3 separate regions of the Rattus norvegicus genome follow, and all the other regions are linked to region 1. Evidence: chromatin contacts called from public Hi-C data. All regions are on one chromosome and are shown on one strand. The core of a region is the stretch at or near the end of the contact, and the rest is flanking DNA. Distances in the headings are between cores, read along the strand shown. Region 1 holds the start of Rpl22 (ribosomal protein L22). Region 2 holds the start of Acot7 (acyl-CoA thioesterase 7). Region 3 holds the start of Nphp4 (nephrocystin 4).

What was found. Hi-C and Micro-C count contacts between places; a contact is called where the count stands out from the background.
Region 2: a contact with region 1 is called in a Hi-C map of the Rat2 cell line, with 2.1 times the contacts expected there. The contact joins the promoter of Acot7 here to the promoter of Rpl22 in region 1.
Region 3: a Hi-C map of liver shows a contact between it and region 1, with 2.0 times the contacts expected there. The contact joins the promoter of Nphp4 here to the promoter of Rpl22 in region 1. A contact is called at or near these places in 4 of 12 Hi-C or Micro-C datasets (the A7r5 cell line, kidney, liver and 1 more) and 1 of 1 datasets of contacts at active chromatin or transcription factors (oligodendrocytes).

Annotation. Positions count from the first base shown.
Region 1 is chr5:168,115,702-168,119,617 of GRCr8, reverse strand. Rpl22 (ribosomal protein L22) reads right to left here and starts at 1,657. Exons shown (of 4, transcript NM_031104.2): 1 at 1,623-1,657; 2 at 1-90. The coding sequence starts at 1,634.
Region 2 is chr5:167,967,475-167,971,851 of GRCr8, reverse strand. It overlaps Acot7 (acyl-CoA thioesterase 7), which reads right to left and starts at 2,450. Exons shown (of 9, transcript NM_013214.4): 1 at 2,292-2,450. The coding sequence starts at 2,440. It overlaps LOC134487047 (a long non-coding RNA gene), which reads left to right and starts at 3,141. Exons shown (of 2, transcript XR_010066768.1): 1 at 3,141-3,278.
Region 3 is chr5:168,268,796-168,272,712 of GRCr8, reverse strand. Nphp4 (nephrocystin 4) reads right to left here and starts at 1,640. Exons shown (of 30, transcript NM_001037650.2): 1 at 1,347-1,640. Kcnab2 (potassium voltage-gated channel subfamily A regulatory beta subunit 2) reads left to right here and starts at 1,953. Exons shown (of 16, transcript NM_017304.2): 1 at 1,953-2,382.

The DNA.
Region 1 (3,916 bases), core at 408-2,907:
CATGATTCCATCTTCTACAGGGTGAGTGCAGTCAAGGGTGAACTTCAAAACCTGCTTCTTTTTTTTGCCCCCCTTCGCCACAAGCTTTTTCTAGGAGTATACAAAAAACAGATGAAGCCTCAGGCAGTCCCCCCCACATACACACACACACACACACACACGTATGTATGCATGTATACATATACACACACACTCACACACGCACTTTAAAAACCCAATCACGTCAGAGGCAAGAAGTTCTTACAAATACAAACCCAAAGAGGCTGAGATGGGTTCCCTTCGGGGTGCTCAGGAAAGGGGGATCACTGGCACACTTGTCCCGATCAACCTCTCCAGACACCCCGTCTTTACAAGCACTAAGGTCCGCCAGCACATGAACCAAAATAAGGAGCGTTTCTTCCCCCAACCCCCAAGAAACACCACTTTTATTTTTCTCACAAGTGCTTTGCGCACTCAACTTTAGTGTGAAATCTATCCTAGGCCTCAGACTACAGCACTTCATTGACCTAGCTTTTAATCCCCACATCCCAGACCCTCTCGTTAGTGGCAGAGGGAATCAAACAATAGTCTAGCTGCTTTCTATGCCAGCTTCAAAGTTAAGAGTGTGGTCAACGATTTTCAGCTGGATTGGCTTAACTCGTGATTTAGCACTTCCAAAACTACACCTAAGAGGGTCCAGTTGACTTTTACAAAGTTAACATCCGTCAATCGTCTCTCTACAAACCCCTGAAACTTCTAAAAACTCACCTAGGTTTCTGCTATTCAAGTTTTGCAGTTCATGCAAACCACACTATTTCCCTTCATGTTCAAGAGACCGTCCACAACTTGCACTGAGTCAACCTTTCAGTTATTACAAAATTGTTCTACCCAATGTGTCTTCCCCCTACCAACCAAAATGACTGACTGCTAAAAAGTCTAGTCCCGAGAAAAGGACAGGCATTGGAAAGCCAAGGTAGAAAGATGAAGACGATCGGAAATGCACCTTAAGAGTCCCAACTACAAGACAAAGCACCACCTAAAACCACTTCGTCCAAGTAGAGCGATCTCCAAGAACAGCCTGATACGAAGGTGCTGCAAAACCCAGTCTCACTCAGCCCAGAGAATAGAATCGGGCCTTCTTCACCCAACGCCTGAAAGGACCTGCACCCTAATAAAAGTAGTTTCCTCGAGGGGTGCTAGAAGACTCCTCAAGCCCAAAGCTCGTCCCTGAAGCCCGGCCACCAGGTGGAGGGCCATTTCCACTCGGCCGTCCGGGGTGGCAGGTCACATCCGTCTTCCCCGCCCCTCGCCCAACTAATCGGGCCCGCTGCCCGGAGTCCGGGACTGGACTCGGGCTCCGGCGATATCCAGTCTGCAGCCTCTAAGCTCCCTCGGGCCGCTAGCAGGAGCCCGATCCGCCACCTCGAGCTCTCCGGGCTCTCCCGCACCGCGTCGAGCCGCGGCCTCCTCCGCCCACAACGTGCTGGACCCGGCCGCGGACCCGGCTTCCTCCGCCCCGCTTGCCAGGCCACCAGGGCCTGACGCTGCAAAGCGCAGTGCCCCACGCGAGCCTGAGCCCGAGTCAGCCCACCAGGCCCACGTGCCGCTCACGGAGCCGCGGTCGCACGCGGAGCCATACTAACCACAGGCGCCATGGCGGCAGAGGAGGCAGAAAGGGAGGGGGGCGCACTACGCAGGCGCGAAGAGCCCGCAGCGCACGGTGCACGCAAGGAGCCAGGCAACTTTAATCGATCAGCCCTGCCTCTCGATCGCCCTTCCCTGCCACCTAAGGAACGATCGGGCAGCTATTGCTTTTCCCAGCGCGAAGTCGGCTGTCGGGAAGGGGAGGAGTCAGCTGGGCTGTCCCACTGCGAACGACTGAGGGAGACTGGGCGAACCCAAAGAGAAATAAAGGGGTTAGCTCTACTTTTGAAAGTGTTGAAGAATTATGACGGACGTTCCCTAAACAAATCACCAGCTGGCCGGATAGGAATCGAACACAGTATCTTAAGGAGACTTGGGCAATCCCTTTTCGACCACAGAGAAATTTAGAATCCCCAGTGTCAGTCAGGCCTGGTGGCTCAAGCCTGTAATCCCACCACTCAGGAGGCAGAGGCAGGAGGACGCCTCAAGACCAGCGTATCTGGTTAGAGACCAGCCTGGGCTACAGTATCTACAGCAGCGAGTTCCATCCAGGCCAGCCAAGGTGGTGGTGGGGAGTTGTACTACCATATTTCTTCATCCGATAGAAAACAACCAGCTTGGAAGATCATACCAACCATGTGACTAGCCTTCCTCCTGCCCCCAGGAGCACGCTCCAGTTTGAACCCTTAAATTCAAGCTGGCTCCTTCTAGCTCCCCAGTTCCAAAAAGCCTCCGCTGGCTTTCCAGGACCACCCGGATCTGGTCAATGCAGGGTCCGGTTCAGCACTGTCGAGTGCCTTACTGATGCTCATCAGTCAAATGTGCATAGTGAGGATTTTCCTCCCTAGGTGACATGACCCCTTGTGTTCCTAGAGGATTAATTATATGTCCTCTAGGATCCTGAACTGTGACCACACCATCCAGTTCTGTTACCTGGATCCCGTAAAAGCCCAGCTTTGACTTATAATCTTTGAAGGAAACATACCATGCTGGTTGGTCAGATTCAAGTCCCTGTCTGCTTTCTCTCCTGCTTGGTTTGATAGCCTTCATTTTGGTTTAGTGTGGTTGAGACAGAGCCTCACTCCACATCATTCCATAGCCCAGGCTGGCCTGGAAATCACCATCTACCCCAAGCTGGCCTTAGACTCAACATTCTCTTGCCTCATCCTTCCAAATTCTGAGATTACAGGCATGATACAAACCTTTCCGCTACAAACCTTTCCGCTTTGGCAGCCAAAGAAGGGGGCTGGCGTTACTCTTGCTTCATTCTGTCGGGGGCTGTTGAACATCCCAGAAGCAGCATTGATATTCAGTTATTCCAGTACTTGCAGAATCAGATCTTCCTTCTCCCTCAGAGCCCCCAGATAACCCTACCCTCTTCACAGTGTCTCAGCTTTTCAGAGGGGCTACGGCCTCGGTCAAGCCTGTGACTGGAGGATAGCACATATTCCGGAATAGTTATAAATTCAGCCCAACACATCTGAGACCACAGCACCATGTTCATACATGCTACATTGTGCCTGTAGGAGTCAGTCCCTTCCCTCCCAAGAAGTCACATCCTCAGGTTGGATGGCACGTACCCTTACTGCAGAGCCATCTGACTAGACCTGAAAAAAAAAAACTTTTTAAAAACTATTTTGTTTATCATTTTTGATGGGGGGAGCATACCCAGCTCCTGTGCAGAGGTAGAGGCCATTTTTTTAGTGTTCTCCCCTCCCACTGTGAGAGTCCTGGGGATGCGAACTCGAGGGTGTCAGGCTCCACATCTTTAACCTCTGAGCCATCTTAAGAGCCTCGAGGGAAAAAAAAGTAAACAATCCCTTAAATATCCTGTTTAAAAAAAAAAAAACAAACCACCGACAAAAGCTGGGCGTGGACAGTGGCTTGTGTCTGTAATGGAGACACTTGGGAGGCTGAGGCAGGAGGATTACTACAAATATAGGACCCCGTTTGTCTTAGGGAGAAAGAGAACTCAGCCCCTAGCTTAGGAAGGTTCAACGTGTGATTTATTTAGGGCAAAGGCCCTCAGCTCCAGGAGTCCCAAGAGCCTAGACACTGGCCTGTCCACTGTGCTAGCAAAGAAAGACAACAAAGAAACACAATGTAATCGACATGGCTTCTTAGGGAGACAGATAAAGGGATCGTGCAAGTCCAAGTCTATCTGTAAGCAGAAAACAAGAAAAGAGAGGCAGCAAGGGGCTGGAGGGCTCACCGCACGCAGAGCAGGTAATCCAGGTAATCTGTCTGCATTTCGGGATGCAGCCGAGGCTGTCTAGGCTAAAAGGAAGCAGTC
Region 2 (4,377 bases), core at 1,201-3,700, 150 kb after region 1:
CCTCACACTGTACCTGGATTGAGACAGGGTTCTTGCTGTTCATTGCAGTAGCAATCATTCTAGCTGGCCCGTGAGCTTCCTTGTCTCCACTCCCAACCCGGCTGCAGGAGCACTGGAGTCACAGGCCCTCACTAACCTGTCTCACTTTACACAGGTCTGACTCGGGTCCTCACAGCAGCAAGCACTTTAGCCCCTGAGCCATCTCCCGCCTCACACCTATCTTTAAAGCTCCTTCAAGCTTCAGAACTGAAAGCAGATGATCTCACTAACAGTCTGGGGTGACAGGCGCATGACACTGTCTCTCTCTTAAGATAAGGACTAAACTTTCCACTGTTCAATGCCCTTCCGGGGCTGGCCTCTTTGGAGGTGTCCTGTGAAGTCCTATTAAATTCATGGCTTAGATGCACCAGGTCAGGAGTCTTGCCTTTCATGGTGCTGGCTCAAATGTCCTTAAAGGGCTCCCCATCCAGCTAGGTCCACTCTGCACTGGTCAAACTCATGTGACCACAGTCTACTGCACCGCTCCACCTCCCTTGGCAGTCATGCTTTGCCCTGAGACGTCTGGGCCAGGACCCCTGGCCATGCACCCTCTGTCACTTAGGGAAAATAAGCAGTTGTGACTCTGACAGCTAGAGGCAGCCCTGTAGAGCACAATAAGAAAAGCCACACACAGGGCATTTGTGAGCACATTAGAGTATCCGAAGCGACATAAATACCCATTAGTTGTTAGAGGCTATGGGAAAGATGGTTGGCCACCAACCATATTGATGAGGTTAAGTAAGAGCCCAGGTGATTTAATCAGTATAACCAGACCTAAGCAGGAGCTAACTCTGAATCTCCTGGGGCTCCGTGGTTTTATTGAGTTTCTCAAATCCCTCCTCCACAAAGCAGGAGGAAGGTCTCTGCCAGTCATCCTCCCAGAAGGTGAGGCCCAAGACCCCCGACACCAATACACAGCATGTGTCAAACAAAGACCCTGTGTTGTCCACATTATCAGGAACATACACCCTGTCCCCAGAGCCCAAGTTGAATGGCCTGGGCAGCCAATAAGGAAGCAAAGGGAGCAGGACTCCCTTAGACAAACACCCCTCTCTAGGGAGTCAGAACTGACCTTGAAGTCAGCGAATGGCCTCTGTAGGGCCAGAAGGTGAGGTTGACAGCAAAGAGCTCCAGTTATCCAGCAGCAGCACCCACAAGACAGGAGCCTGCCTCTGCCTGCTTGAGGCTTAGACGCAAGGTCAGAGTGCTGCCCAGCCTCCAAACTGTGGGTTTGCTCGACCTGTCCCAATGTGATACCCGCTCTCAAAAAAATCTCACTCCTGTCAGTGTGTCAGGCAGAATAGACAACCTGCAGGCACGATCCCCCACCCCCACCTGCCCCTTACTGATCTGCACAGAAGTACTGTGCATGAAACCGCAGGGTAACCTTGAGGCTGCCCTCCCCGCCTTCTTGGGGAAGTGAGCTTGCTCATCAGCACCGGCTTCCTCTGGGGACCCACATCTAAGCAGCACCCCCAATGGAACAAGACTGGGGAGGATGCTTAGACGAGAACAACCTTCACCCCCATTGTGTGAGATGACCCACTCACTCCCTTTCTGAGTCAATAAACGGTTTGAATGGATGAGTTCTTCCTTCTAACACCTGCTCTCCTCACAACCGAGGCGGGGCTCTAAAGGAACACTGGGTCTGGGGCCTGCTCTCACAGAGGCTCGCACCCATGTGTGCTCCCAATGCACTGGGCATGTTCCCCACCACCCTCTAGAGCCTAAGTTATCCTTTCCGAATCCCGCAGGAGGTTTGGGCTCGGACTACAAGGCGCGGAGCCCGGGGTGGGGCAAGCCCTGTAGGACGCACAAGAGAACGGAGGACAGATCCCTCTGCCAGTTGCCCAGTGCCAGGGTCCCTTGCCCGGATTCCTACATCAAGAGTCCTCAGAACTGCGGCCGCCGCCCTTGGGATGCAGCCAGAGGCCGGTGGGAGGAGCCCGCAAGGCGGCCCGGATCTGCAGCATGGCGGGGAGCATCCCGGAGGAGGGCACGGGGAATGGGGGTGTTGTCCAGGGTGGGATCCAGGAGAGGAATCCAGGGAGGGGTCCTGGGAGAGAATCCTGGGCCTGAGTCCAGTGGAGGGGTCCAGGGTGGGTTCCAGGGCCTGGACCCCGGGAGCGTGGAGCCGGGCAGGGCCGCTCCGGATGAAGGCAGCATCCTTGTGAGCCTATAGCATCGCCTCAGCGGGCTCAGGCGCGAGCGAGCGGGGAAGGGTCGGCTTGGCCCGCAAGCCTCCGTCTTACCGGCAGATCTGGATGGCGGCCGGCGTGTCGGTGGTGGGACCGGACATCTTGGCTGCGACGGCGGGCGGCGGCGGCGACGGCGGCGGCGGGATCTGAGAACAGGTGTCCAGCAGGCCCGGCGCCGAATGAATGAGCCTGGGAGGCGCCATAAAAGAGGAGGGAAGAGGCGGGGCCGTGTCGCCAGAGAGGCGGGGCCTGCGCAGAGGAGGCGAATCACAGGCGGCCGCCCCTTGGGGGCCCCGCCCTCGCGCGGGCCCCGCCCCGCCCCCATGCCCAGAGGCCTCCACGGCCGCAGGCGCTCGCGGAGGCGGCGAGTTCTGTCGGCGGCGGGGGCGGCTGTGGGACTCCGCTTCCAGAAGGTTCGGTGGCAGTTGGGTGGCGCGCGCAGCGCAGCGCACGCGCCAGCGCGGAGCAGGCGAGCGGCCTGCGGCGGACACCACGCAGGCCGGAGGCCCGGTCGTGGAGCGTCCCCGGGGCGTGTGCGTGCGTGGCTTCGGTGGCAGCCGGGAGTCTACGGGGCGTTCCCGTGCGCCGGCGTGGCGATTCGCTACCGACCGGGGCCGGCCACCCGATGAGGTCACCGCGGGGAGGCCGGACCGGGACGGGCACGGCGCCGAGAGCCGCGTACCGACCCCTGCGCCCGGCCTTGACTTCACCCGGGCCTACAGCGCGTGGTGCCGAGTGTCAACCCTTTACCCGGATGGCTGCAGACGGGGAGCCCGGTCGACCTCTGACCCCTATTGGCCTCATAATCCCCCTCACTGCCTCACTGCCTCACTGCCTCACTGATCTCCAGAAAGACACCCGGAGAGCCCCAAGTACAAGCTGGGTGCACCTGCTGCCCAGGAGCTGCTGCTGGTTTCTGCTTTGCCTTTAAATCAAGTCCAAGTTTCAGGCCACAGAAGCCACCAAAGAAGAGAAATGTTGTCACCCTGTATCTACTGTATTGCAGAGAGCCTCTGCCCCTCCATGCGGTACCCAAGAAAGGTAACCCCATCTATTAACAGAACTTGGGTCCATTTACTCTAAAGCCTAAAGCTATCACCCCTGCAACACCAGTTTTCCAGCAGGAGATGAAGCTTGGTACACAGGCCTTGCCTGGTGGGCACATGCTACACACACCAGCCTCCCCTGAGACCTCACAATTATTATTCAAAGAATTCAGTTTTTAGAACCGGGAGCAGAGTGTTAGTGGCTTCCACCCTGTGTTCTCTTAGCATTTCAATACGAATTAAGCAAGCCCTCCAGAGTTTATGACCTGTTTAAATATCACCATCTCCCCTTACAGCAGCAGTTCTCAGTCTGTGGGTCGAATCGGGGCTCAAACCACCTAAGACCATATAGGAAAACACGGATACTTACATTATGATTCATAACAGTAGCAAAGATATGGTTATGAAGCAGCAACGAAAATAATTCTATGGCTAGGGGGATCACCACAACATGAGGAACTGTACTAAAGGGTCACAGCGTTAGGAAGGTGGAGAACCACAGCCTTACAAGGTCTAGATCTAGGAGGAAGCTGCGGCTAAGCAAAGAGCTTTTCCTATTTACTAACGGTCTGAAAAGAGCTGCCAAACATAAGTGACCTCATGAACATCCAGGGCCAGGATATTACAATAGAATACTGCACAGGATAATACAAAAGAAAGGCTTCCTGGCTGCGAAGATTGCTCTTCAGTACCTGCTGTTTGTGTAGAGGACCTACACGACATTCCCAGCACTCACAGGGTGATTCACAACCGTCTATAAGTCTAGAGCCAAGGGATCCGATGCCTCTTACCTTTTTGGTCTCCTGCACACACATGGTGCATCCCAAAAAAATTTTTTAGAAATGCTATTAGGATGTTGTGACATGCAAAATAGCATAGTGTACAATGCCACTTATAAAAGATATTAGAACTAGGGTTGTCTGGGAAGAACAGACTGGAAAGAGGTCTGAGAGAAGTCAGAGGTGGTGGTCCACGGTTTTTCTAGGGTTTATTTGTCCAGTGTACTGGCTGGTTTTGTGTGTCAACTTGACATGAGCTGGAGTTAATCACAGAGAAAGGAGCCTCCCTTGAGGAAATGCCTCCCTGAGACCCAG
Region 3 (3,917 bases), core at 391-2,890, 150 kb before region 1:
TTTTAATGGCTGAACTTCAAATACTTTGAAAGCTGGACCTTTGGTGGTCAGACTCAGGAGGAAGCTGCCAAGTAATAGAATAGACCTTGGGGCTAGCTTTAGGAAGGTAAACTAATAGTTTTTAGCAAGGCAGAGGAATGGGGAGAAGGCCATGGCCTGCAGAGCCATTTTTGACACTCTCCGACCAATGAGAGTCACTTCAGGTGACAATGACTACACACTGGGGTTTCCAGAGACAGGGTCATACCTTGCAAACTCCCATAACAGAATCACAGGGCCACCGGGAAGAATAAACATTAGAAAGAAAACGGGACAGACTCCATGCTTCGAATCCAGGAAAGGGGTACCATAGGCTCCCTACAGTGAACAGGAAGAAAGTGAGCCAGTGTCTGCTGAAGCCCGAGCCCAGTCTGGTAAAACGTTCAAGGTGTTCTGTTCCAACAAGTGGAAGGCAGTGTCAGCACAGCCCGCCCTACGGGTGGTGAGATGTTCACAGCTAATACTGACTAGCCCACACCCATGCCACCATCCTCTGGCCACTCAGGAAGCCAGGAGAAGTCAAAGGAGACAAGATGTCCAGAAGAGGGCAGTAAGAGCCCTGCTGGAGACACCTAAGGACAGGGCCAGTTCTGTCTCCTCCACTTCAGTGTAGAGCCTGCTTTCTGCCTGCTTCCAATCGACAGGGCTACAGCCTTGATGGAGTCTTGGGGTCTTCATTTCTGCAGGTCTACTTAATAAACGTTTGCCAACACCAGATGTATTCCAGAGGGAAATGTTGTCTCCAACAACATCATTAAATTGTAGTGAGGGGGGGGGGGAAGGGGGAGGCGGAGGGGTGCACTGCATGGTATTGTTCATGACCAAGACTCATTTGAGGTGGGGACTGTGGGGGGAAGCAACGGGACACAACCGACACTGAAGGACCGTCAGATGCCCCAGAGAGGCTGATGTTCCAGAAAGAGTGGTGCCAATCTTAGGGAAGCCATGTCCCTAGAAATGAAGACCTGAGATTTACCCCATCTGGGGGCAGAGTTAGTGATGGAGCGTTGACCTGTAAGTCTGATTAAAGGATGCCTAGAATGACCTCACTCACCCTCTGCTATGGAACTAAAGACATGGTCTTTGCCAAAGTAGATACAAACACTAGAACGAAACAGTGCTAGGGCAATTTGGGACACAAGGCAGAATTATGGTGCGTGGGAACTGTATGGCTGAGCTGCCAATGAGACCAGGGTGGGAACAGAGAGAGCTTGCCCAAACCCTAAACTCGCAAAGCCCACTTTCAGTGCAAACTTCCACGTGAGCCGCGAGAGCATCTCCCCTGACTAAGGCAGGACGAGACATACTGGGAACCCGGACAGCAGTGTGGGTTGCAATTCCGAGCAGTGGAGGAGGAGGTCAGCCCTGCGCCCCGAGGGCTGGACTTGGACTGGGCCAAGGGCCTCACAGTGCATCGAGGGCCGCAGGGGCCTAAGAGAGCTGCACGGCCTAGGGCTGGGATAGAGGCGCGTACACCAGACTGTGAGCATCTTCAAGGCTCTGGCGAGCTCACAGCATCGGTTTCAGCCCCGGACGGCTGCGCACACAGGGTCAGTAGACTAACCGAAGGAATCCCAGCAGCCGAACTTCAGCTGGCAACCGGAATGCACCAATGATGATACGAGGGGGAGAGGACGCAACCCATGCGAGCCAGGTCAGGCCCTGTGCCCCGTGCGGTGCCTTGCAAACACCAGATCGTCCGTGAGATAACATATGCAGCCCCACCCCGGACCCTGAAGCCTCTTCGAGGCTCTGCTGCCACCCGCGCCCCCAACACACGCTGACTTCCCCCGTACTTGGTTCAGTCCACCGCTGGCGCGTTACCTAGGAGACGGGCACGAGATCCACGCTACGGAACAGGTCCCGCACCGTGGATCCAGCGATCGGGCTGCCGGTGCCCAGCGGAACCCGAGGTCTCGTGGATCCAGTGCTGGTCCAGGGGGTCGCCCAATCCGCCGCCACCCACGCGAGGAGTCCCGACCTGAGGGATACCGCTCACTCAGCACAGAACCCGCCCCGCGTCACTTTTACGTCAAGGTAGCGCGGCCAATGAGAGCCAGAGTTCAATGATTCTGACTCTACGCGCGCGGACCAATCGACGCATCGGCGGGAGCTGCAGGATTTGCATGGACTCCGAAGGCCACTGCCAATGAGACTGTGACTGGCGTGAATCATAGCCAATAATAGGATGCTAGGGGCGTGGCCGCGGGCGTCCCACGAGGTAAAGATGCTGCGGGCGGAACCTGCCGGAGCAAGCGGGATTCGGGGGTGCTGAAGTCGCAAGGGCAGGGCGGGAAGGAAGATCCGGAACGGGGCGTGGGATCCGGAGCTGGAGGCCCCCAGGTGAGTGCAGCCGGGAGACCCCGGCGGGCACCTGCGAGGCTGCGCTGTCGCGGCCACCGCGGTCCCCTTCCATCTCCTCTTCCCTGGCCCCGCATCCCTGCCCCCGCCTCCGTTCTCACCTCCTCTCCAGCCTCCTCATCGCCTTCTCCACAGTCTCCCTGCCCCCAACCTACCCTCTCTGCTTCCCTGTCATCCTGCCCCACCTTTCGGCCGACAACCCGGACCCCTGCCCCAAACTTCAATCCCTGTCTCTACCCCTTCTAACCCTGCATCCTCGCCTCGCCCTTGCCTCCCTGCTTCCCCATCCTCTCTCGGCCTCTGTGCTCCCCTAGTAGCTGTCTTCTCTCATCTCCCTCCTTGTTGCTCCTACAGACGCATCCTTCGTCCTTGCTACCTGCCGTGTGTCCCTCTCGCCTTGACCCAGCTTCCCACCCATTCTGCTCCCACCCCCTTTCATGCCCACCACCACTATTGCACCGCAGTCTCTATTCTGCGGCGCTCCCCGGCACCTTGACACGCGTTGCAGCTATACCTTGTTCCCCCTACCCCTGCCTCTAGACCTCTACCCTCACCCTCAGCTTCTCCCCCCTGTGCCCAGACCCTGGCACTAAGCACTTCCCCACTTCCCTACCTGCTGCTGCAGCTACTGCCACTGCTTCTGCTGCAGGATGCGGAGCACTCCACTGCTGCACTGCTGCCTGCTGCAGTATCTGCAGCAGCAAGGTGTACCTGCCCACCTGCCCTCCCTCCCGTCTGACGTACCCTGCTTGCTTCTCCTGGCATTTGTCCTGGGGTCTCCTGCAGCATGCCTGGGGCACCCTGGGGCGCTCCAAGTAGGAAGGCTTCCAGCACCCCTTGCTGCCTGCCAACGGGCTTCCATCTCCCTCCTCACCCATCCCCCACTTACTGTTCACTCTCACTGTGTGATTCAGCGTTTTTTTGGAGTTGCTAACTTTCTTTGCTTACTGGTGTGAAAGAGACCTGTCTTTAAAGGCAGGTGGTCTGGATGCCTGCCGAAGGCGTGAGGGTTACATCAGAAACCAGACTACTTGAGCCACCTGGTTGGTAGAGGGGCGGGAGCCAGGGACCCACCAGTTTGTGGGGGTGCCTCTTGCTCCATTCCACTTGTGTTGAACCACATCCAAGGGAAGATGACATTAAGTAATAGCTCTTGGAGAGATGGACGATTAGCATTTATGGAAATTAATACATCTACATCGAAGACAGGAACACCAAGTTCAGTCCGCAGCTGTCCCACTATCTGTCGCCTCAGGGTTTCTTCTTTCTTTGCGGTTTCTCCTCCCCCTCAGAAACTCCAGCCCCCAACTCCCTTCAGTGCCAAGAACAAGCTGCACCCAGGCCTAGCATTGCAGGGTTTGGGGACCTGGGTCCCATCGATCCACCTGCCTCTTACTTGGCCAATGTGTGTTCTGCAGAGCCAAGGCCACTGTGTCCTACTGGGGTCCTGGCCTTGTGCTTTTTCTTTCCCAGCGTGGGGTCCTCAGAACACCCTTGACCCTTGAGGTCCTGTCAGT